3 separate regions of the Mus musculus genome follow, and all the other regions are linked to region 2. The links are chromatin contacts, called in public promoter capture Hi-C maps. All regions are on one chromosome and are shown on one strand. Each heading gives the region's core, a stretch centred on a gene start, on an enhancer-like site or on the middle of the called end of the contact. The rest is flanking DNA. Distances are from core to core; before and after follow the strand shown.

The links. Promoter capture Hi-C pulls out the DNA fragments that hold promoters and counts their contacts.
Region 1: a promoter capture Hi-C map of pre-B cells shows a contact between it and region 2, with 2.3 times the contacts expected there. The contact joins the promoter of Trappc12 here to the promoter of Rnf144a in region 2. A contact is called at or near these places in 4 of 39 promoter capture datasets (cranial neural crest, liver and pre-B cells) and 2 of 115 datasets of contacts at active chromatin or transcription factors (astrocytes and pro-B cells).
Region 3: a promoter capture Hi-C map of hippocampal neurons shows a contact between it and region 2, with 15 times the contacts expected there. The contact joins the enhancer-like site here to the promoter of Rnf144a in region 2. A contact is called at or near these places in 6 of 39 promoter capture datasets (cranial neural crest, frontonasal cranial neural crest, hippocampal neurons and 3 more), 2 of 484 Hi-C or Micro-C datasets (cerebellum and muscle stem cells) and 4 of 115 datasets of contacts at active chromatin or transcription factors (astrocytes, embryonic forebrain, large pre-B cells and 1 more).

The regions. Positions count from the first base shown.
Region 1 is chr12:28,748,984-28,753,222 of GRCm38.p6, reverse strand. Trappc12 (trafficking protein particle complex 12) reads left to right here and starts at 2,823. Exons shown (of 12, transcript NM_178811.5): 1 at 2,823-3,061. It overlaps Eipr1 (EARP complex and GARP complex interacting protein 1), which reads right to left and starts at 1,404. Exons shown (of 9, transcript NM_201357.3): 1 at 1,219-1,404. The coding sequence starts at 1,260.
Region 2 is chr12:26,413,193-26,417,818 of GRCm38.p6, reverse strand. Rnf144a (ring finger protein 144A) reads left to right here and starts at 2,557. Exons shown (of 10, transcript NM_001081977.2): 1 at 2,557-2,718. It overlaps Mir6538 (microRNA 6538), which reads left to right and starts at 2,809; the gene lies at 2,809-2,918.
Region 3 is chr12:28,430,721-28,434,997 of GRCm38.p6, reverse strand. No RefSeq gene overlaps it. Among named protein-coding and RNA genes, the nearest start is that of Gm25564, 83 kb to the right of the region's middle. Within about 2 kb of position 2,432, at least 68 of the 459 cell types and tissues checked have an H3K27ac peak or open chromatin away from gene starts, as enhancers often do. A contact at or near this core is called in cerebellum, embryonic forebrain and hippocampal neurons, where this site is marked.

The DNA.
Region 1 (4,239 bases), core at 1,574-4,073, 2.3 Mb before region 2:
TGTGTGTGTGTGTGTGTGCGCGCGCTGTCTTAGTTAAGTCAGGCTTGCCTGTCCACTTTAAGGTTTACACTGACTACTGGGGCTATGCATCTCACTTAAAAATTATCACAGTCCATAGACAGGCCCCTCTGAGATAAATTGGAACATCTCCCAGTAACTTCCATTTGTACTTAGGCTTCCAAAGGAACACTAAAAATTGACTCTGAACATATTCCACACATTTCTTCTCATTTTGCAAGTAAATACACTGATACCCCAGATGAGTGAAACACCCTCAACAAGCTCAGTAGCAGTATCTAGGCATAGCCTCACTCTGTCCTGCATTGTCTGACCTTAGCCCTACCATATGATACCTCTATGCATCCATAGCCTCATTCTTTATCTGTATAGTGGGTATTCAGAATCACCTGCAGAAAGCTGAGTTTCTCCTCCCATCAGAAGTGAAGGACAACCCCACAAAGCAATCATTACAAATTTGTGTTCAAGAGCACACAATGTCCAAGGATTTTATTTTTATGGAAGGATCACAAAAGAAAGGAGTGAGGACAATGAGGCTACACTGGATTTGATCCCATCTAGATGATGTCAGATGTAATTCCCAGGACAACAAAGAATAGACAAGAATATTCTTGTAGGAATAGAGGAGTGTAGAATAGTCGTCCTGATTCCTAGCATGGGAGTTCTGGATACCCAGGAAGGCGCTGAGAATGGCAGAAGTCTCCAGTGAGCTCTTAGCAAATCATGGTCCAGGTCTGAAGAACTCCCTGGGAGATGGAAACCCTCATCCCACTATTGACTCGAATCTGTAACGAGTTTAGTAGCTATTGAAATAAAAAGTTCATAAGGAAAAAGGCAAGTATATTTCCAACCTGAGTGAGCAAAATGCTTCATAACAGACCAGCCAGCCAGCAACTCCCCTCCCCACGAAGTCCCTCTTTAATGCTCTTGTACTGAGCAGTATCCAACACACAACTCAATGGTCAATAATTGCTACTCAAGACCCCAGAAGTGCGAGTGTAATCAAGTCACCTGCGAGGCCGAGTGCTCACCCTCTGCTGTCTATGCCAGCCCTGGCCCTCACTTGGCCACACTCCCTGCGCGTACCCTCTCCCCAAATCCGGGCCTTGAAGCCCAGAATCCTTGGAACCAGACTGAGTGTGGGCGCTCTCTGGTGAGGGCCAGGCACAGGCGGCACCTCACCGACTCCGCCATGCTCACCTGGAATTCCAGCCCGTAAATCACCGGGGCGTCGTCTTCCATGATACTCTGCCTACCCAGCTACTCACGCCTCAGAGCTCGAGTCCCCCCTCACCAGGGATCGCTCAGAACCCATTCATTCCCCGCCTGAAAAATGGACTACGAGACCCAGACCGGCTCCCTGACGGCTCACTTCCTGTTTTCTTCGTCGCGTCATCAATACGCTCCTCCCCGGTGGCCAATGGCAGCTGGGCCTTTATTCTGCGCATGCTCATTTGGCCTTTCATGAGACCCAGCAGCTACAGGAGATCCTGGGTTGGAAGGCCGGGCCCGGAGCAAAAGCAGCGGGAATGGACGTCCATCAGGGCGGCGCTCTTATCCTGCGCTGCTCCCTCAAGTTCCAAAGATCTGAGCCCTAAAGAGAACAGTTAACTTGGCATTATGGTTGGCAGAGCTTTACTCCTAAACCGTGGTCCTGAGCACCAGAGCACTGCCCAACCCACTGCCAGGACCTTCGATCCAGCCTCAGAAGCAGGCTCTTAGATGTCCATTTAAAGATAAGATGCTGCAAGCTTGAGTCAAGACTGTGGTGATGGTGTAAGTGGGCAGTGACATACAGCGAGCGGTGTGCACTTCACGTAACCACCCAGTCCTGCACAGAGACACAACTAAGCCCACGATCTAAACTGTCCAGAGCTCTCAGAGACAGAAGGCTCTAGGACCTGGCATGGAAAATACTGCAAGAATGCACCATAGGAAATGAACTGTCTTGGTTCTATGAAGTTCTGGATCTCCACACGCGTTTCTTCTGTGTTTTGACTTTGCCATTATCTCTTGACTGACCTTCATGACAGCAGTTTCTGTGATGCTACCATTAGCCCCCTTAGTAGTCATCCATTGCCCACCTTTGTCTTACCTTGACTTTCTGATAAAACCTCTGGCAACTAGCTTCCACCGATCCCAAAGCTATGAAAGTCATGAGATAGCACCTGAGACCTACCCACCTACCCACTGCTTCCGAAGTGTGCTTAAGAAGTAGGTATTTTTGGTTGTTACTGTAAAACTTCATCAAATTGTTATCATGTAGGGCAGAATCTACGGTGACCTGAATCTATGTTCCCAAGCTATAGTCACTCACAGAATAAATTCTTCTTCCCTTTGAGATGAGAGCTGTGTTTTTACGTTGTCATAGAAATGTGACACAGAAAATCAAGAAAGCAAGGTTCTTGACTTGAGGACGATTCTCAACCAACCATGAGTTCAGCAAGCAAGGCTGACTCTTGACTCCTTAATTCCTCCCCGCAACTTTACGGATGTTAGCACACACTGCCACAGACACAAGGGGGGAAACGTGGAGAATCAACTAGCACAAAGATAAAATCCTAGGAAAAAACATCCTTGGTTGGTGACAGGCCCAAGGACAGACGATTTTCTTCAATCTCCAGGACCATCCTTGTCCCCTACCCAGTTTGGCCTTAGGCCCCGCCCACAGCTCTTGAGCCGGATATGCGCCCGGCTTCCAGTGGAGAGCTTAGCGGCTCCCAAACTGAGCATGTGCGGAAGTCGGGTCTCCGCGGCCAGCACACGCAGACGCACAAACGCGCGGGACCTTGGATCTTGAGTTTACTTCCGGTCTTCCGTCATCTCTTCGGACCCTTTTCGCCTGTGGGTGACCCGACCTCAGGGGCGGGTGGCAGGTGAGGAGCGGGTCGCAGTGAGGAGGGTCGCCGGTACCCTTGACCTTCCCACAGAGGGCGGCGTCCTCGCGTAATCAACCGCTCTCGGCCACGCAGAGTAGCCCCACGAGGGGCTGGCTCCTTCGGGCTTTAGCCAATTCTGTGTGCTCCCTGTGGTTTTGGACAAGGTACACACCCTCCTGACCTCGGTTTTATGTGTATAAAGTGCGGGTTCGTTAGCATGCTTAGAAGGTGCCCGTGTTACATCACCAGTGTTCGAGCTATGTTTTTGGTTTGCCCCAACTTTTGCTCCTGTCGACCTCGGTGTGTCATAGCCCCACAATAAATGAAGCACTGCAGTAAGCCAGAGTCGGGGTTAAGAGATAGAGGATGGGGTGCCATAGACATAACCTGACCACTGACGAATGAGTAGTGTTGTGTGGGAAAAGTGATTCCTTCCTGTAAGCATTCGGGAGATTGTGATGTGGAATATTTTAAGTTTGAGGTCAGTCTGGGCTAAATAGGGAGACACCCCAACCCCCTCAAAAGAAAGAAAGAATGAATAGAGTCTAAAAACTAAAACAAGGGTTGACAGGATGGCTCAGTGTCTGTCACCATTCCTGATAATCTGAGCTGCATCCACAGGACCCACACGATGGAAGAAGAGTTGTTCTTCCACATGATTGTCTTCTGACCATAAATAGACAAATGAATAAATACAGTAAGACGAGGTGTTGGTGCTGAGCCTGTATCATTTGAGAAGTAGAGGCAGGATGTTCAGGAGTTCAAAGTCGTCTTAGGCTATATAACAAATTTAAGGCCAGCTTAGGTTACCTACGACCTTGATTTATAAAAACAAACTCTCACACATATTAAAAAGCTAAATAAATGTTAAAAAAAAAAAAGTATCAGCCAGCCAGTGTGTGGTGAAATCGGAGTGTGTGTATGCTGTTGCAGGAAGGAACTGCAGGTCTGTGATTGCTCTTGGCAGTGGTGGTCCTTTTCTCTGAGCGCTCAGGAGGCACAGGCAGACTGATCTCTGAGTTCGAGGGTAGCCTGATCTACAGAGTGAGTTCCAGGACAGCCAGGGCTACTTGGAGAAACTCTCTCTTTAAAAACAAATAAGTGGTCGGGCAGTGTTGGTGCATGCCTTTAATCCCAGCAATTGGGAGTCAAAGGCAAGCAGTTTTCTGAGTTCAAGGCCAGCCTGATCTACAGAGAGAGTTCCAGGACAGGCTATACAGAGAAACCCTGTCGGGGGGCGGGGGGGAAGAGAGAGAGAGAGAGAGATCAAAGTGGTCCTTGATACATAGCAACAGTTAAGTTTACTGTGGCTTTGGGTACATAAGACCCAGTCTCAAAAGAA
Region 2 (4,626 bases), core at 1,308-3,807:
ACCGTACATCCTCAGCACAATAAGGTCCTTCCTAACAGTAAGGTCTTTCAAACAGGCTTGAAGTGACCACCTTGCAGGGGGATAGTCAGTCTTCTTCAGGCAAGAGCTGGACTGAGGAGCCCGGTCAGGGTGGAATGGCTTTGAGAGCCAGGCAGCTTTCTGGAGAGAATGGCATTAGCTGTTGAGAGGCTCAGAGGAGTCAGCTTCATTCATTATTGAGCACTTATTACTCTCCGGCTCTGTGTGGGATCTCACAGAAAGACATCCTGAAGAGCGGTGATCTAAGCTCCAGAGTAAATACCCAACACCGGGAGCATGGTAAGTACCATAATCCACATAAAAACAAGGTAAATAGATCCTGGGTACGGGTGGAGGGTGGAAAGCAACGGCAGATTCGACAGGCTTCATAGATAAACCTGGAAGTGCGCTCGCTGTGTGGTCTGCTGCAAATCTGGATTTCAGTGCCTGTGTAGTGGACTCAGACCATCTCCCCAGGAATAGTTACATAGCATTAGCCAGCCCGTCAGGTCACTGGTGTGACGATGCACAGGTTAGCACGTAAGGTCTGGGAGGTGTCATCTATGCATTTTGATGGGGGTGGATTTTTCACCTACCCACAGAGATTCATAGGCAGTGTGTTACCAGTCCTTTGTGTCATGGACAACACGGGAAGCCTCAGTCAAGCTGCAAGTCTTCCACTTGCTGTGAGCTTCCAGCCCCCCTCCCCCAGCAGACTCTCAATCCTTCATTCATAACTTTGCTCCCCAACCAGGCCTGGGGAGGTGTGAAAACATTTCTCTCAGAGCTCAGGCCTTCAGGCAAAACTATTTCTATCTTTCAGTGAGAGGCCGAAGCAACAAAGTGCTGTTGTTAGGATTCTTCACACTGTGTGCTTTCTTGAACAAAGGCATTTATACAGAGTCTGATGCAAGCCAAAGCTCTAGGAGGCCACGTGTGTCCTTGTTTTGTTTTGGCTTTTGCCTATTGGACATAGGCTCTCACTTATCTAGTCCAGGCTGGCCTTGACTTTGCAATCCTCCTAGCTCAGCCCTCAGAATGCTAGGCTTATTTGTGTGAGGCACGGTATCTATCAAGTGTGTGTCTTTGAAGATTTGAAACATTCAGCCCAGTAACTGGTGATGGTATCGGATGAGGGGCTGGGGAGACAGCTTGGTCACTACAGTGCTTGCCATGCAGGCCTGAGGACCTGAGTTTAATAACCAGCATCCATGTAAGAATACAGATGTGGTGCATGCTCAGCATCCTAGCACTGGATAATGGGGGTTGGGGTAGAGGCAGAAGGTCTCCTGGAACTTGCTGGCCAACAGGTCTGCATGAATTAAAGGGGTTTAGGTTCAGAATATACAGTAGAGAAAAAGAGGTGAACACCCCAGCATTGACTTTTGGCTTGCACTCACATACACATGTATAAACACAAATATGCACCTGGGAATGTAGCAGCAGACGGTAGATGGTACAGAGCTTTTAATCCTGTTTTAATTCTCTAGGGGAAAACTAGAGAAGTTGAGTTAGCAAATGGAGGCTCTCCAGTCCCCCAGCCAAAGAACGCAGTCCACAGCTGTTTGGACCCAAAGTGCTTGAGCAGAACATCTTAGGAGAGAGAGAGAGAGAGAGAGAGAGAGAGAGAGAGAGAGAGAGAGAGAGAGAGAGAGAGAGAGAGAGAGAGAACGCACACAAGTGTGGTGTGTGTGTGTATGTGTGTGTGTGTGTGTGTCTTGGATCCCCCCAAGGGCCTTCCCTAGTTAACTCCCACCTCCTGACATTCCCAGAGCCTCTCAGAAATATCTTTACCAGATGCAGACCAAGCGTTCAGAACACATGCCTGTGGGAACATTTCATTCTAGCCTTAATACATACTCAAAAGGTTCACCCATTTTTGCACGTTTGACATGAACTTCCAGGACCTACCAGAGGGATTGCAAGATAATAACTTATGGGAATTCCCATCCACTGGTGGATCTTAGGCTCTAAGGGAAAGAAACGAAATGCTTTGGCTTGTGCTTCATATATATGCACAGAGCCTCAGCCTCAGGTCCAAGCAGGTTGAGGACTCTTCTCATTCATTTGCATTATCAGAAGTTAGGGTGAAAAGATGATTCTTTCATAGTATTCATGGTAAACTACTCACAGGCAGGATAGCTGTCGGGCAGGTTCTGGCAAGTCCAGAGACTTGCTGTAATTTGCATAGACAGACTACTCTAGAGGGTCCCAGATACTTCACTGAGTGAGATTTCCAGCTTCTGACTGGTAGGGTCGGGATTTTTCACTCGTTTCTTTCTAGCTGTTGGCACTCGTTCTTCTAGTATTGAAAACAGGGGTCCAACTTCAGGAGGACTCATTGCCCCCTTGTCCCGCCACCCCCACCCCCCAACTGATCTGGGCCCTCCCTTTGGCATTGCTGGGGGCTGCTCGCCTGGTCCTGGTGCATGGACATTAAGGCACCTCTGAACGGCAGGGGGCGCTGGCGTGCAAACTGGCTCTGCCTCCCGCGCCCGCGCTTAGTGCGCGCTCGCGCCCCGTCGACCCCGCGCGCAGTTCTCAGGGCGCAGGGCGGGGAGGCATAAAGGGCGCTGCGCTGCGGGGCGGGCTGCACGCGGGAGGCTGACGGGGCAGCGGCACCCGCGAGCCGGCACCGGGCGGGGCCATCACAGCCACGCGCAAAGAGGCCGAGCGGGAGCCCGGACCGCGCGGGACCAGGTGGGTGACGCGCGCGTCCCCTTTGTGTCGGCATCGCCCGAGCGGGCCGCGCGGGATAAGGCTGTGCGGGGCTGGTTTCGGCCCCCTAACCCGTGCTGCCGGGCGGGGACCCCGCGGGCTCCGGGGCGGCGATGGGGACTATGCTCCGGGATTCCGCTGGGTGACGGCCGCGTCCTCCTGGCCGCTTGCACTTGGGGATCGCGCGCCACGGAGAAGTCTCCAGCCGCAGGCGCGGGGTGTGCTTTGCTGGAGTGGCCCGGGTGGGCGGCCGTCTGCAGGCCTTGGGTGGACTCCCGCCGTGACCTGGACATGGGCAGAGCGAGGGCGTGGGGAAGGTCGGGTCCGTTCTGGCCAGTGGCAGTCGCGAGTACCCCGCAGTGCTTAGCCGCGCCTGGCCGTGGGCATGGTCCTCTGCTAGCCTCTGGCCCAGGAGTCTCCGTGTCCCTTGTACCCCTCTTGCCCAAGGAAGTCCCCTCAGGACTCTCGTATCCCGTGCTCCGCATTGCTCCCGGTTTTCTACACCATCCGTGGAGCTCAGAGATTGTATCGCTCCTCCTGCTAAAACTGAAGGCTTCCTGGCCGCCGCCGTTGCGCGGGAAGAGGCGACTTCTTCACCCTAGGCGGGTCTCTGGTGGTCGCACTTAAAGTTTGCTCTAGTTCTTGTTTTGGTCTCTTTTTTTCAGAGAATACTTTAAAGTATACTTATTTTGAACAGTCCTACAGCCTGCTTGGTACAGGGTCAAAGGCCAAGTAACAAGGAGAGCTAGACAAGGCTCTGGGAAACCTTCCCAGGGTTCCTGTGTCCTAGGATTAGAAGGACAGTCCAATCTTGCTTAGGACAGTTCTAGGAAGGAAGGGCCTTCCAGGCGTGGTGTCTGGGAGACAGGTCCTTCTCAATGACCCCGGCCAGGGTAGTAGTTTAGACGGCTAAGAGACGCACATAAACACAGTAGCAGACAGAAGGAAAGGTGGTCAGTGTGCCCTCCGATGAGAGAGCAGAGACAGGGGCCTTTCTAAAGGAGGGATGTGGAATCAGATGACCAGTGGGGCGTAGCCAGGGTGGGGGAAAAAGCACCAGCAAAGGAATGCAGAGTGTGAAGAACCGTTCCCACGGGGTTGCCTCCTTGGCTCCCAAAGAGCCAAAGTTTCGCTCCTCTTCAGCCATACCATTGGTCTGGACTACTTTTTCCAGTGTCTTCCACAGTTTTGCTCTTATTACATTTTAAAGACTGCTAGGGAAGTATATCTGGAGGGGGTTTTGAATTGCAGGTGGAGACTCTGGACTTGGCCTCTGTTGAGTGGGACTCATGGGTGGTCTTGCAGGAGGACTACAAACAGTAAGTACTTCATGCTTCAGGGTGGCTATAGCAGTGTTAAAGGGCCAGGTGCCCCCGGTCGGGTTTTAAGTCAGACACCACCCTTTGCCATACACACCCATTTTACTTTCCAGGGGTCCAACTGACCCTTCTGGGAAAATGGGTGCATCTAATTCAGCATTTTCTGGACCCAGCACAATTTGAATTCTGGAGTTAACATTTTGATATATACACTCCTCTTTAGTTTTTTTCCAAGTGAGTTTTTGTAGGCTCCCTAGCCCAGGCTGGCCTGGAACTAACTCCCTAGGGAGCTGAACATGACCTTAAATTTCTGCAGTTTGCGCCAATGGAGTATTGGAGTGAATGGGACGGACCGCTATAATCAGTTTATGTATAATTGAGGTTTGAACACAGGGCTTTGTGTATATGAATGCTAGGCGAATACTCTCCTGTGCTTCATCTCCAGCCCCTGGACTTCATTTTTCTAAAGATGTTCTAAGTTCTCACGTCAATGCCTCTCACCCCCGTCAAGGGGGAATTACTGAAAGATAAATTCCTGAAAGAAAACACGGGTGAAAAGGAGAGTCCACAG
Region 3 (4,277 bases), core at 1,183-3,682, 2.0 Mb before region 2:
GATTCAAAGAATAACTTTTAAAAAGGTAAAGAAACTCAGGTCAGTTGCTGGGGATTGGTTCTAATGCTTTGTCTTATTTCAGCTCCCCAAAAGCCACACTTCCAGACCTGAGGTCCCTGCCCCAGCTGGCTTTGATAATAAAGAATTGCCATACAGCCAATTCTTTTAGAATTGCACGGGCTGGACTTTTAGATTGCACTGGCGAGAGGGGCCAGGAGAGAGACGAGGGATGGAGATTCGCCGTGATGGGGGAAGCAGGAAGATGGAACTTAAAGGCCTGCTGGCATATAAGGATCTGGGAAAGTGGCCACTCCCCAACAGGGCGTGGGGTAGCAGAGATAAATATAGATTCTAAAAGATGTTAACACAGGAATACTGGAGAGGGAATAGCCACAGGGAAATTTAGAATTGCTCAGCTATTGAGCTAGTTAAGGCATATCAAAATTAGCTGGCCCACTCGAGTGTGTGTATGTGTGTGTCTTTCATTTGTGAATCCAGAGAGCTCTTGGATGGGTGTAGTGCATGCCTGACCCACCGGGAGCAGAAGCAGTTTAACTAATTCACAGCTACAGTCAGCAACCCAGATTAGCAATTTTTCAGGTAAAATTCTCTAATGTAATGCAACCTGAAGATACAGTCACTCGATGCATGCTAAAGAATGGTAGGGGTGTTACCAATCTTTGTTTTCCGTAATGGAAGCACTGTGTATCGACAAGCAGAAGAAACCTTGTATGTCCAGTTAAACACATGGCAGTTCAATTAAAATCTCTATTACCAATACAGCCTTGAATCGGAGCCAGGTGTGATGGCACAGGTCTTTAATCCCTCTACTAGGGAGGCAGAGGCAGGAGGATAGCCTGGTTGAAATAGTGCGACCCTGTCTCACACCCACCTGCTCAGTATTTATGAATATTGCCTGCTGGGACCACACATGCAGGGAAAAGTGAAGTCTCACGATGCTGTCTGGGAAACTCCACCATCCACACCTTGGATTCTGAATGTGGTTTTCAATTAAATTTTAGGCATTGTGTTCACAAACCTCTTATTAACATGTTAGTTCAGCCATGTGACCCCACATGAGGTCATGCCCCAAAATTTAGAAACTGTAAATTAAGCTGCTGGCTAATTACACGAGAACAAATGATCCTTTTTTAAAAATTGGATATTTTCTTTATTTACATTTCAAATGTTATCCCCTTTCCTGGTTTCTCTCCTTCTTGGAAACCTTCTATCACATCCTCCCTCTCCCTGCTTCTATGAGGGTGTTACTCCATCCACCCACCCACCCACCCATTCCGAGCTCCTCACCCTTGATTGTCCTACACGGGACATCTATCGAGCCTTCATAGGACCAAGACCTCTCCTCCCATTGATGCATGACAAGGCCATCCTCTGCTACATATGCAGCTGGAGCCATGTGTACTCCTTTGTTGATGGCTTAGTCCCTGGGAGTTCTGGGGGGTCTGGTGGTTGATATGATCTTAAAGATTGACTTCTGACCATATGATACCTTGTAGGTGTAGATGGGGGAATTTACATCCAGATCATCAAGGGGAACTGTACCGTCCTAACTGCGGAGAGTGGGCTGGGGGAGGGAGGCAAAAACCCATCACTTACAAGAGATGAGAAATCCAAACCTGGAGGCTGGTCTGAGAGGTCAGTTACTCCAAGTGAAAAAGAGTAAAGTCAATGTCTCATTCAGCCCTCATGCCGAGCTGGAAGAAAAGATAAGCTAGGTAGGTCTCCCGTCCTCCGTAAGGCCATTGACTTGGCTGAGGACTTGAGGTCATCACCCAAGAGGAACAGTGAGTCTATCCATCCCTCTATTTGGACTTCTGTCCCAAAGTCTATCTATAAAGGAACTAGGGAAGCATATTTATTCTTCACGACGGTGGGAGGCTACATGGCACAAACAGAAATTGGGAAAACCCATTTCTGGGTACTGTGGAAACTGCTGTTTGCAGCCGCCTCATCTGAATCACCATGCACCAACCCTTCAGGGTGACTGGGAGCAGTTGTCTCTGGGACATGGCCAGGCAAATGGGTCCTAGAGCAGCTCTGAGTTCTGCTTCTTTTATTCACACAGCTGGTTCGCTCCTTGGAGCCTTTAGAGTGCCGTGTGTGTGTGTGTGTGTGTGTGTGTGTGTGTGTGTGTGTGTGTGTGTGTGTGTGTGAATTCCTATAGGTTTGAAGGGTGGTATCAATGATCTGGCCTGACATCTGACAAGTATTCTCAGCCTGACATCTGACAAGTATTCTCAGCACTTATCAGTTGACTGACAAAATGTCACCAAGCGTTTTTTTTTCTTTCCTGTTTTTATCGGGCAATGCACAAGTTGACCACTGGATGGCAATGTTTCCCCACGAACGCATCTTCTCCCCGCCCCCTTCCTAGTGAGGACAAAAGCGGCTGGAAAGTGGTCCAGGTGCTGCCATTCTGAGGAGCTTTCTCCTAAGTAGCCCATTTCCTCCTGGGAAGGGGAAAACCCAGAAGTCTCACAATTCAGAATATTTTTCTCCTTTCTGCAATCTACATGCAGAGCTTTTGTGTTTTCTTTCTTTTTTATTATTTCCTTTTTTTTTTTTTATCTCGCCTAGAGAAATTTTCATTCACTGTCACCAACAGATTTATTTTCACTCTGCCTTAGAAACTGAACATTCTGTTGGACGCTGGTCCACAGGAGAGCGCGGTTTCAGACACCTCTGTAATAGGAAGCGACGGTAGGCACTGGGGAGGATCCCTACCTGTGGTCGGTGCTGTGGGAGGCTCCTGGAAGCGGCAGTGAAAACCCTGATAGTAAATGCCGCCCAAACTGCTGGTTACTTCTGGGGTTTCCAGATGCCATGTGGACACCCAGACAGTTTCCCCATCCTTCTTGGAGAGTTGCTGGGGAATTCTAAGTCACAATCGAAATTCCTTAATGCCTCAGAGCTTTCAACTGAAGTCTGAGCTGATCAAATGGCCCAGGATACGCGTTTTCCCCTCGGCTCTTCCCTTTGTGCTTTGGGCACCTTAAGGTAGCATGAAGGGTCTTAAAGATGGGTTGGGCTGAGCCTTGCTCTGACTGCCTAGGCTTGTGCTTGTTCTTTGTGGCTTTCATGCAGTGCCTTGGGACCTAGAAAGGGACAATCTAAAGGCTGGAAGGAGCTTGAGAGTTTAGCCACTTCAGCTCTATTCTGTGTGTTTGTGTGTGTGTTGCATGCATGTGGATGTGCGAATGTGTGTGCAGGCACATATGGATGCCAGACCAGTTGGCTGTTTTCCTCTCTCACCTTTTCCTTTTCTTCCCTCCCTCCCTCCCTCCCTCCCTCCCTCCCTCCCTCCCTCCCTCCCTCCCTCCCTCCCTCCCTCCCTCTTTCTCTCTCTCTCTCTCTCTCTCTCTTTCTTTCTTTCTTTCTTTCTTTCTTTCTTTCTTTCTTTCTTTCTTTCTTTCTTTCTTTCTTTCTTTCTTTCTTTCTTTCTTTCTTTCTGACAGGGTCTCTCTGTATAGCTATCACCTTTTATTAAGGCAGGGCCTCCCACTGAATCAGAAGCTCAGGCTGTCTTGACAGCTCTTCTTTTGGATCCTTGGGATCCTACAATGCTGGCTTTACTGGTGCACTTAGCAAAGCCTAGTGTTTTCTTGGGTGTTGGGATTTCTACTCAGGTCTTCGTGCTTGCAGACCAAGTGTTCCTGCCTACTCAAGCCATCTCCCAAAGGCCCAGGTCCTTTGAGTTTTACATTTTAACTTTATTCTTTGGCAATTTAACACACTAAACAATGTTGTGCAACAATATATACCCCCATTCCCCTCTCCAATCATTCTAGATACCATCTCCCACATGTCCTTACAAACTTCATCTCCTCCCAGCTCTGCCTTCTCCTCCTTCCTCCCCTCTTTTCACCCACTGAGTACAATTCTTGTCACATGCTTAAGACAAGTTACATGTCACATACTGCTTACATTCTTAAGGCTATGGGGTACCTTCCACTGGACTGTAGACTTCCTACAATGGCCGCACTGATGAAGAAAATGATTCTTCTTCCCACAGTGGCCTTCACCTTCCCATGGCTCCTCATAAGCCCCTCCCCCTCCATGTTGGTTGACTTGCTTTTGTACGGGTCTTACACAGGTAACCATAACTGCTGTGAGTTCATGAGTGGAGTGGTCTTGTCATGTCCAGGAGACAAAATTTCACAAAAATCATTCCTGATTCTAGCTCCTAAAATCTTTCCATTTCCTCTTCCATGATATTCCCTCAGCCTTGGGGCTGAAGGTATGATACAGATTTTCCA